Regions from separate parts of the Mus musculus genome. Here region 1 is linked to region 2. Evidence: chromatin contacts called from public HiChIP or PLAC-seq data. All regions are on one chromosome and are shown on one strand. Each heading gives the region's core, a stretch centred on a gene start, on an enhancer-like site or on the middle of the called end of the contact. The rest is flanking DNA. Distances are from core to core; before and after follow the strand shown.

Region 1 (5,201 bases), core at 295-2,794, 280 kb after region 2:
CTTTGCTAGCACTTGTGGACTCACACAGATACATGTAACTAACACATCTTTAAATGGTAGAAATTAAGGACCAATGTCTGGAGTGGTCTTCTGACCTCCATGTGCTCCAGTATGCACACACATGCACAAAGCCCATGTACATACTAAGTGGTGGGTCTTACGGCTCAGTGGTAGAGCACTTTGCCAGAATCCAGTGAGGGGCTGGGGTATGGCTCAGTGATAGAGTGCTTGCCTAGCAAATACAAGATCCTGGGTTCTATCTCAGTCCCACAAAATAATGTATTAAAAGACAAGAATTCGCCGGGCGGTGGTGGCAAACGGCTTTAATCCCAGCACTTGTGAGGCAGAGACAGGCGGATTTCTGAGTTCGAGGCCAGCCTGGTCTACAAAGTGAGTTCCAAGACAGCCAGGGCTACACAGAGAAACCCTGTCTCAAAAAACAAAACAAATATTCTTGCCTCATAAAGTAAATGGCTTTGCAGACTCCGCTTGTCCTGAACAGGCAGCGTTCAGAATGTCAACTGTCTCTTTAGCCCTCCCCTCCACACTGGGGTATTGGTGTTGAGTCTCTGCCCTGGCCTCTCTAGGGTGTGGCTAGTAGGCCGTGGGGTAGGAGGGGCTTCTGTACCCTGGAGATCGTGCACTGCAGTGCTGTTTCAGAGTGGGAGAATGGGAGGGGAGGACAAGGCCTCGTCTCTCCTAACTTCACCTCCATCACATTGTACACAGGATGCCCCACTTCTATCTTTCCCCTCACCTGGCAGGCACTGCACCTGCCCTTCTGGACGTCTCAAGCTTACGGAGGCTGTGTCCTTTTCTCATGTATAGGCCCCAGCTGGTGAGAGGCCACCTATCTCCACTAGCTCTTCTCATTCTCCCCAACTGCTGTAGGCACCCCACTGATCTCCGTTTTTTTGCCTTCTGTTTCATTAACTTCTGCCCCAAATGCCTTGGTGCCAGGGTGTTAAATAGTGCCACTCTGCCCCTCAAGCAAAGCATGCAGTATTGCTGGTGTCCTCACTCCTGGGTCCCTCCATCCCTTTTCTCACCTCAAGAAAAGGCATCCTCAGGGGCTAGCTGTAATCCTGCATTTTATTTAGTTTTGTTTTGAGACAGGGTCTCTTTGTAGACCAGGCTGGTATCCAACTCACAGAGATTCACCTGCCTTTGCCTCAACACTGGGTTTAAAGGCCTGTGCCACCTCCGCCAGCAAAGCATAGGATTTTGTTACTTCAGCAATTACAGTGGGTAGGGAGGCCAAGATGCTGAGGGGCCCAGGTGGGAGAGCAAATACCTTTCCTGGAGTGCTATATGCCTGAGGTCCCTCCTACATGCTTGAGGTCACGTCTGTCTGGAAAAGGGATTATGGTGAGCCTTCGTTTAGTTTTTCCTGGAGTCCCCAAGAACAGAGGCCCAGCTCCTATAAACAACACTATCCCTATTCAACCGCATCCCAGCAGCTGGATGAGCTGGAAGCACGCAGGGACTTTTCTCTTATCAGGCTGAAGCACTGTGCTAGCCTGTGACTACTGGGCTGAGCTCAGCTTCCACCCAGTCCAGAGTTCACTTCCTTCTGCTTCTCAGCTAACATCCTGGCTGTTAACCTCTAGACTCCTGGGTCAGAAACTGGCTTCCTAGCTTCTCACGCACAGCAAGACATTAGCATCTGTGGTTTTCTTTGTTCACAGGACTCCAGATACATACATACATACATACATACACACACACACACACACACACACACACACACACACATACACACACACGCCTGGGCAGTAGGCTATGGCAAAGGAAGAACACAATTAGGTGAGGATGTAGCTCAATGGCCTGCCAATTGCTTGGTATCAACAAAGGGATATTATAAAGCTTGGAGAGCCCTCAGCTTTATACCAGCAACGACTGTTCCTCCTCCCTACACACGTGAGCAGCAATGCAGTCCTGAGGAGTGACCTTCATAGTGCTCAGGATCACCCCTTCTTAACCCTTGAAACCCTGGGGCCTGGGGAAGTGGCAAGGACAATATGGGTGAGTTCCCATTCCAGGGACCAGTTTCACAGCCTCCTCCTCCAGAGCCAGTGGCTCCTCACAGTCCCATCTGTGAAGAGTTCCATGCAAGTACAACCATTTTGCAAAGTTCCCAAGAGCAAGACCTACAGGACCAGAGGCCCATGTGAGTGGACTCAGCTCAGTCCAGTGTCCAGCCCTCAGCCATGTGTGTGTCCACTGAGTACCTCCACTGAACACTTTGATCAGTCTGAGCAATAGAAGCCAGTCAGTCAAATCCCTTCAAGTTGGTTCATCCCCAGGCAAAACTGTACAACCCAGGAGTCTCAGGCTGGGGAAAGATTAGCACATCTTATAGACTGGGTGGATCTAAGAGTCTGTCACCCATTGGACCCACACTGATGGGCCAGGCTGACTTGTGACCTCTAATGTACTCTCAATCACTGTAAGGGGCAACTGGCTTCATACTGTAAATACAGATATTCTGTGGTACTGGACAAAAAGCAGGGTTCAGTGTTGACAGTGATCTTTTAAAAATGTTATGTGTATGAGTGTTCCGACTGCATGTACATCAACACTTGTGTGCCTGGTGTCCCAGAGACCAGAGAGGGTATTAAACACCCTACAACTGGAGTAACAAACAGATGATTGTGAGCCACCATATGTTGTTGCGCATTGAAATTGGGCCCTTTCCAAGAGCTGTCTGTCTGTCTGAGACAGGGTCTTATAGCCCAGACTGGCCTTGAGATTTTGACCCTGCTTCTGAGGGCTGGGATTACAGGCATGTGCTACCGTGCTCCCTCGCTGAGATACCTGTCTTTCATGAGTCTCTCAACAACTCCATCACTAACGGACTCTCGAGGTCAGAGGGCAGGTGGCAGTGATAGATGGGAGTCTTTCCCAACTCCAGAATCTAAGAGCACCTGTATTCCAGGGAAGCAAGAACTGTGGTTGTGCCCAGGAGAGTGCTCAATGAGTGTTCAGGAGTGTGGCCAGGAATTTCAATGAGTGAAAAAGTGGGCTTGGAGAGACAGCTCAGTGATGAAGGGCACTGGCCGTGGGCTAGAGAGGACCTGGGCTTGTTTTCCAGACCCTACATAGTGGCTCACAACCATCTGTATCTTTTAGATCCCAAGAATCCTATACCTTCTTCTTTTGGCCTCCTTAAGTAACAGGCATATGGCACACAAAGATACCTGCAAACAAAACAGTTATATGCATAAAATAAAAAATAAATCTTAAAAAATTTTGAGGGTTGGCTAAAGTGTGGTAGTGCACATCTTTAATCCCAGTACTTGGGAGGCAGAGGCAGGTGGATCACTGTGAATTTGAGGCCAGCCTGGTCTACAGAGGGAGTTTCAGGACAGCAAGGGCACAGAGAAACTTTGTCTCCAAAACAAAACAAAACGAAACAAACACAATTGTGGCTGCTTGGGCTGCGGTTCTGTTGGTAAAGTGCCTGCCCAGCAGAGCAGCAGCCCTAGGTTCCAGCCTCAATTGGGAATAGTCCAGGTATTGGGTCATACACCTGTAAGGTCAGCACTTAGGAGCTGGCAGCGAGCCCAAGTCATCTCAGCTTCGAAGGCAAGTCAGGTTACCCTGGGACCCCTGTAGGGTATGAAAAAAAAAGCAAAAAACAAACCATACTTTGTGTTTAAACAAACAAACAAACAAATGGAAAGCAAAGACATAACTCCAGAATGACTGAGCAAGTCCTGAGATAACCCTTGGCACCTGTAACTAGTAGTCACAAGAAAACCAAAAACAAAAACAAAAAACCAAACTACATAGTAAGTTTTATTTTAAAAGGCCCACTTTATTAAACACATTCTTTCAGAATCCTGATTTTTTAAAAAACCTTTATCTACTTAAAAAAAAAAAAAACCCACATAAATCAAACAAACAGTGACCGCTACAAGAATGGGGCTCCTTCCTAGTGATGTTAGAGGAGACAGGCGATGGGGAAGGGCAGGGGAGCTGTGGGAGGACAGGGTCAAGAGGAGGCCCTAAGCAGCCCAACAGCACTGGGAAACAAAGACCAAACCCCTAATGATCTCAGACGCAAGCAGTTGCTCTCTTTTTAAACAGCACAAGTTGTCACTCCCGGTTCTGAGCACTGGGGCCTCTACAAGACACAGGTGTTCTTCACCAGCTGCTCCTTGTCATCCGCAGTGCTCCAAACAGTGCGCAGCGCACGCTCCTGCTTTCTGCGAACCACACGGATGAGGCAGACCATAGAGGTTCCCAGGAGGAGGATCAGAACCATGAGGAACAGCCCCACCAGGATCACCGCTGAGGGTAAGAGGGAGCAGGTGAGACATGAAAAACACAGAAATGGGGCCAGCAGGGTGACCCAGAGTGCACAGTAGGCCAAGTGGACTCAGAACAAGGACCAGATGCCTTCTTCAACCTGGGAATCTGGACAGACTGTCTGCCGGGGTAGCCAGTGCAATGCCCCACACACAGAGTGGCTTTTGAACTTTATTTTAAAAATTCTATGTGTATGAGTGTTTTGCCTGCCTGCATGTCTGTGTAACACATAGTGCCTGAAGAGGCCAAAAGAGGGTATTGGATTCACTTAACTAGAGTTAAAAATGGTTGTGAGTCACCATGTAGGTGCTAGGGATGGAATCTGGGCAGTACGTGCCCCTGCCTGCTGAGCTATCTCACCAGCCATATTCTGTTTTTTTGAGATGTGATCTGTAGTGGCCCATGCAGCTGACTCTGACCTTGAAATCCTGAATGGCAAAAGAAAGAGATGAGTCCCGTGTCAGCCTGAGCAGTGCAGTCTGCTAGGTGAGGGTGTACCCTGCAGAGCCAGGAGGGACCCTAGGGTTTCTAGCTGTGGGTGAGCAACAGAAGCTGCCCCACTCATCAGTTAAAATGCCTTCCTACCAGGTGATGCCCCATTTCAGGCATGTGACTCCCTGTGACAACCACCCGGCTCCCTCCCCATGGGCTTATAGGGCATAACTAGCCTTCTGGGGCAATCCCTTGCCCAGCTCCACCCACAGCCAGTCCTCCAGACCTGGGCACCTTTCCAGCCCAGCCTTGAGAACCAGCTTCTACTTCTAGAACAAGACAGACTTGTAGGCCAGGTCTAGGATCCTTCACAGGGAGAAAAGATCAAGAGGCCAAACCAGTGTGGCAGGTCCATAGGGTAGCACTCATCTTCTGAGGAGGCTCAGAAATAAAAG
Region 2 (4,798 bases), core at 653-3,152:
CATGCCATCCAGCACACTACTCTAGACTTAAAAGACTAGCTGTTATGCCTGTTAGTGTTCCACCACACAGGGTCTCCCTTTGTATTCCAGGCTGATCTTGAATTCCAAGCAGTCCTCCTGCCTCAGCCTCCAGAATGCCAGGAAACTATGGCTGGCTCCTGTGTCCTTTGTTAACACTGTAAGAGGAGTCTCCTGAAAGGACAGAGGATTGTCTCCCAAGTTGGGGGTGGACAGTGGACTGTCACAGGTGACTGTGGCAGCTCCAGGAGACACTCACCAAGTTAGACTCTGGAGTTTTATATCACACACTCTCACACACACACACACACACACACACACACACACACAGAGGTTCCAGCCATTAAACAACGCCCGCCCACACGTCAGTAGTCTTTAGTCAGAGCCAGATTGAAAGTGAGATGATCCGGCTGCCCAAGGGCAGGAGGTCATTTCTCCTCCCGAGCAGCAGCCGTGGCCAGTTGTTCAAGTTGCATCCTACACAGAAGCACCTGCTGCGGATGCCTAGTTGTGGTCCCACCCAGAGATGGCTCCTTGATTTCTACACAAGATGGCTGAGGGTGGGGCAGCATACCAGCCCTCCCTCCTCTAGCACCTCAGAGCTTTCGGGAACAGTCATTTATTTGCTGTCCCCAGGGTTAAGATGAGGTCTAGTTCCGGGTGCTGGCTCCGGTAGGGTAGGTCTAAAGGCCGGAGCAAAGGGTGTGTGCCCCACCCTGGTTCCCTGGGCCAGGATCCTCAGGAGGAATGACGGGTGAGTGCTGACTTCAGGGAGGGATGAACATGCCAGCAGTCCATTCCCTGGCATGACAGAACAGGCCCCAAGGGAGATGGGAGTGGCTGCACATTTACTGGGTCACTTATCTCCACTGACCTCACCCCTGACCCTGTGCACACTGAAATCACCTGTTCAAGGTTTCTTGGCCAGAATACCTGGAATATCTTGGGTGTGACATGAACTGGGTGGCTGGGAGGACAGCTGACAAGGCAGACAGTCTGGTAACCTTTCCAACTATAACCTCCAGAAAGGCCAGCCAACAACCTGGGCGACAGATCATCAGAGCCCAAGATGAATGCTTCCCGCTTCCTCATCTGTGTTTCTCTGGTGAATCAAGGAGTTTTGGATTACTGAAAAGCAGCAGCTAAGGGCTGTTAGAGGAACAGAGCAAAGCACTTCAAGTCGTCCAGTGTGGTGTGTGTACATATGTACACGTGGGGCTCAACCTCCCAAAGATTGCGGTTACATGTGTGTTGTGATGCTCAGAACCGAACCACACTGAATATAGCTTTAGCACCAATTAAATCAGGGTTCCCTGCTGGCCTCCGAGCTCAGCAGCGTGGTTAAAGAGGCTGGCCAGCTAACCTCGGGGAAGCTCCTGTCTCAGACTCCCCAGTGGAAGGGGTTACAAGTGTGTCACCACATCTTTTTATTAGAGCAGCAGAAAGCTTATGGACTGACCCCCTCAAACCACCCCCCCCTCTTTTTTTTCGAGACATGGTTTCTCTGTATAGCCCTGGCTGTCCTGGAACTCACTTTGTAGACCAGAAATCCGCTTGCTTCTGCCTCCTGAGTGCTGGGATTAAAGGCATGCGCCACCAGGCCCGCTCAGCCCCCCCTTTTAAAGACAGAGCCTGGTGCTGAGGGTGGCTTCTGATCCCCGATCTTCCTACCTGCACCTCCCAAGTGCAGGCTGTCACCCCTGCCAGCCGAGGAAGCACTAAGCTCTCCTTCCCAGAAGCAGGTGACTTGTCAAAGACAAGAACATGCTCTGCTCTCCTCTCTGAGGAGCCCAGGGCCCCAGGGCGGCACCTCCCAAGGCCATTCACTGGCCTCAGCCTACCCCATCCTGCACTGACTCACAGGTCAGAAAAGGAGGGGCAGGGAAAGGCAGCAGGGTGGGACAAAGGAGGAAGTGGCATGGGGGACGCCCGAGAAGAGGGAAGGGCCCCAGCTTGGGCCACAAGTTGGCTCTCTGAGGGTACAGGCAAGAGACAATAGGGCGGAGTGAACAAATCTTTATTAACGCACACTGGCTTACTGGGAGGAGGCCATGATGCTGGACACACCTGTTGAGGAGGAAGAAACAGGGTGAATTTGTGAAGAGAGGAAGAGCCACCTCCCAGGGAGCCGCTGTCCTTCAGGGCCAGGTCACAGTCACCACAAAGGTAGTCTGGTGCTGTCCTGTTTAGTGGTCTTGGATATGGTGATAGCATAGCCATCTATTGTACAGGATTAGAGTTAAAAGAAGAGCTTGACCAGTCTGGCACTAAGTACTGCATGTGTTTAGCCCTGGCCTAGGTCCATGTGAGGGACACTGGCCGGGCCGGCAGCTCTCCACTGCAGATAGAACTGTGTGGACTTCTGAGACCCAAGCATGGTGGACACTTTCTGTAGAGGTCAGAGCACCCAGTGGGAAGTGACACAGCTCACTGATGCTCAGCTTGGCCACTGACCAGCTGGTGGCCCTCAACAGAGCCAAAGTTGGGAGAAGGGGGAGGAGCCCTAGCAGGAGGCGTGTCCCTGTCCTTCCCCACTTCAGGTCACTTCCTCTGAGAGAAGGATGAAGCAGGGCACCTAGCTAAATGCCTGTGTCACTTTAGGTAGGCTAGGCTGGCCTTGAGCCTCCAGAGTGCTGAGATCAAAGACACCACACCTACTTTTTCCTCTTTTGGGATAAGACTGTTTATTCAAAATGTGACAGGAACGGCTGTCACTGCCTTTCACTCTGCGCCTGGCTCTCTCTACACGAGGAGGCAGGCACTGTGCCAGTTCTAATAGTTTCCAAGTTAGAACAAGAGCAACTACCTTATGGTGGGACCAAATGACTCATCGAGAGCCACAGCCCTGAGTGGACAAGTCTTTAATTCCAGCACTCGGGAGGGAGAGGTAGGTAGAGTTTGAGGCCAGTCTGGTCTAGAGGAATGCCAGGGCGGGGGGTGGGAGGGAGGGGGGGAGAGAGAGAGAGAACATGGACGGCTCACATCCAGCAGGGGAGACTACTCAGCATCCCTCACAGTCTCTCCCTGGGCCAGCAACCTGGAATCTGGCAGACAGTTCCCAGTCCAGGAATACAGGCTCTGCCTCGTGCTTTGCACACCCAGCACTGCTCTCCCACCAGGACACTGTCTTCCCTACAGTCTGCGGCCCCAGGCCACTTACTGTCAAAGTCAATCTTCTCCACGATGTTCTTGGGCTTAATGCTCTCTTCCTGGCTGCAGATGAAGACCTGCCCTGACTCGTCAGCGCTCCAGCCGTACTTGCTCATCCACACCTTCAGCTGGTTGTCTGCAGGTGACATGGGCGGAGGTGTTGGTGGCCTGAACCCTAACACTAGGGGCTTTGGAGGCAGAGGAATCGGGGCTGAGCAGGCCAAGCCCCCTTTGCTAACTGCTCTAGGCCAACTCCTGCCTGGACAGCAGCAGGACTCGGAAGAAGAGATCCTCTAGGGCAAAGCCAGCAATCTGGGGCTCAGTCTCCACTTGGCCACCAGGGGGCGCACTAGCCTCTTTCTCCTAGTCACATAGGGGTTTTTCTGTAGGTTTTTGGTTTTGGCTTTGGTTTTTTTTTTTTTTTGAGACAGGATTTCATGCAGCCCTGGCTGGCTTGGACTCATCATGACGTAAACTCCTAATACTCCCGACTCTCTTCCAAGTACCAGGACTATAGAATTTGTGCCTCCAGGCACAGGTTCCCTTAGTTTCTTAACAATACTATTTATTTATTTTAAAAATAAAAACAAGACAAAACATTTATTTAGGGCTGGGGAGATCAGCGAATAAGAGCACTGACTGCTCTTCCAGAGGTTCTGAGTTCAATTCCCAGCAACCACGTGGTGGCTCACAACCATGAGATCTGATGCCCTCTTCTGGTGTATCTGAGGAGAGCAATGGTGTACTCATTTGTGTGCGCAAATGTGAATGTACGCAGGTGCTCCCAGGGTGAGAAACTGCATGGAATTTCTTGGTGCCTGTGACCGCCCACAATGGGTGCTGGACCCCGCAAACCTTCTTCCGCATCAAGCAGGAGATAGATGCTCACAGCTGCCGAACCTCTCTCCGGCCCAGCGCCACTTTTTGCAAACTCAAGTGCTGAGGGTTTTGGTTTGGAGGGACCTTTTAAGAACCTCATTGTAATCAAGGCTGGGCCTTCTCAGAGCCGTCCCATGTCCTGTCACCAGAGGACAGACCACGGAAGTTCTCCAGAGATGTGTATGCTTCCAGGGCACGCAGGCACAGCACACATGACAGGCAGGCCCCTGCTGCAGGAGGGCCACACTGGCCTCCTCTAGAGGCCGAATGCCATCCCTCCAAAGCAGCCCTGCTACCCTTGGCAACACCAACTACAAGGTGCTGATGCTTCCACTTCGCTCCATCCATGAAAAGGGCCTGAGCTCTCCTATTCACTGCCAAGGTCAGCATCAGGACCACTGTCTGACATGTGCATCTGTTAACTGGTTGGTGCAGAGGCTCATGCTATAGCCCAGGCTGGCCTGGAATTCCAGACAATCTTCTTGCTCCAGCTTCCTATAACTGGAATTCCAGGAGGACAGCACTACACCTGGTCAGGGTGTTTTCGAGGCAGTGTCTCACTACATAGCCCTGGTTGGCCTTGAACTCATGGAGATACAGAAGGCAACATCCTATACCAAACCCTCACCCACACTCTGGGGCAGGTAACAACCTCGGAAAGGTGCGGTGGGTTCCCCTGAGCTGCCTGAGGCCCCATGCCCCAACCACCTTTTCCTCTCAGACTGACAGAAACAGCACCAGGCCTCACCAG

What was found. HiChIP or PLAC-seq counts read pairs in DNA pulled down with a chosen protein or histone mark.
Region 1: a FOXA1 HiChIP or PLAC-seq map of pancreatic cancer cells shows a contact between it and region 2. The contact joins two enhancer-like sites. A contact is called at or near these places in 5 of 39 promoter capture datasets (the HPC-7 cell line, cranial neural crest, erythroid cells and 2 more), 6 of 484 Hi-C or Micro-C datasets (CD4 T cells, CD8 T cells, embryonic stem cells and 3 more), 4 of 115 datasets of contacts at active chromatin or transcription factors (embryonic stem cells, extraembryonic endoderm stem cells, large pre-B cells and 1 more) and 2 of 9 other capture datasets (adipose tissue and liver).

Annotation. Positions count from the first base shown.
Region 1 is chr7:29,252,542-29,257,742 of GRCm38.p6, forward strand. It overlaps Spint2 (serine protease inhibitor, Kunitz type 2), which reads right to left. Exons shown (of 7, transcript NM_011464.2): 7 at 3,789-4,296. The coding sequence ends at 4,130. Among named protein-coding and RNA genes, the nearest start is that of 2200002D01Rik, 6.7 kb to the left of the region's middle. Within about 2 kb of position 1,545, at least 39 of the 459 cell types and tissues checked have an H3K27ac peak or open chromatin away from gene starts, as enhancers often do. A contact at or near this core is called in the HPC-7 cell line and pancreatic cancer cells, where this site is marked.
Region 2 is chr7:28,969,354-28,974,151 of GRCm38.p6, forward strand. It overlaps Eif3k (eukaryotic translation initiation factor 3, subunit K), which reads right to left. Exons shown (of 8, transcript NM_028659.3): 6 at 4,796-4,798; 7 at 3,179-3,304; 8 at 2,019-2,085. The coding sequence ends at 2,054. Among named protein-coding and RNA genes, the nearest start is that of Actn4, 9.4 kb to the left of the region's middle. Within about 2 kb of position 1,903, at least 96 of the 459 cell types and tissues checked have an H3K27ac peak or open chromatin away from gene starts, as enhancers often do. A contact at or near this core is called in the HPC-7 cell line and pancreatic cancer cells, where this site is marked.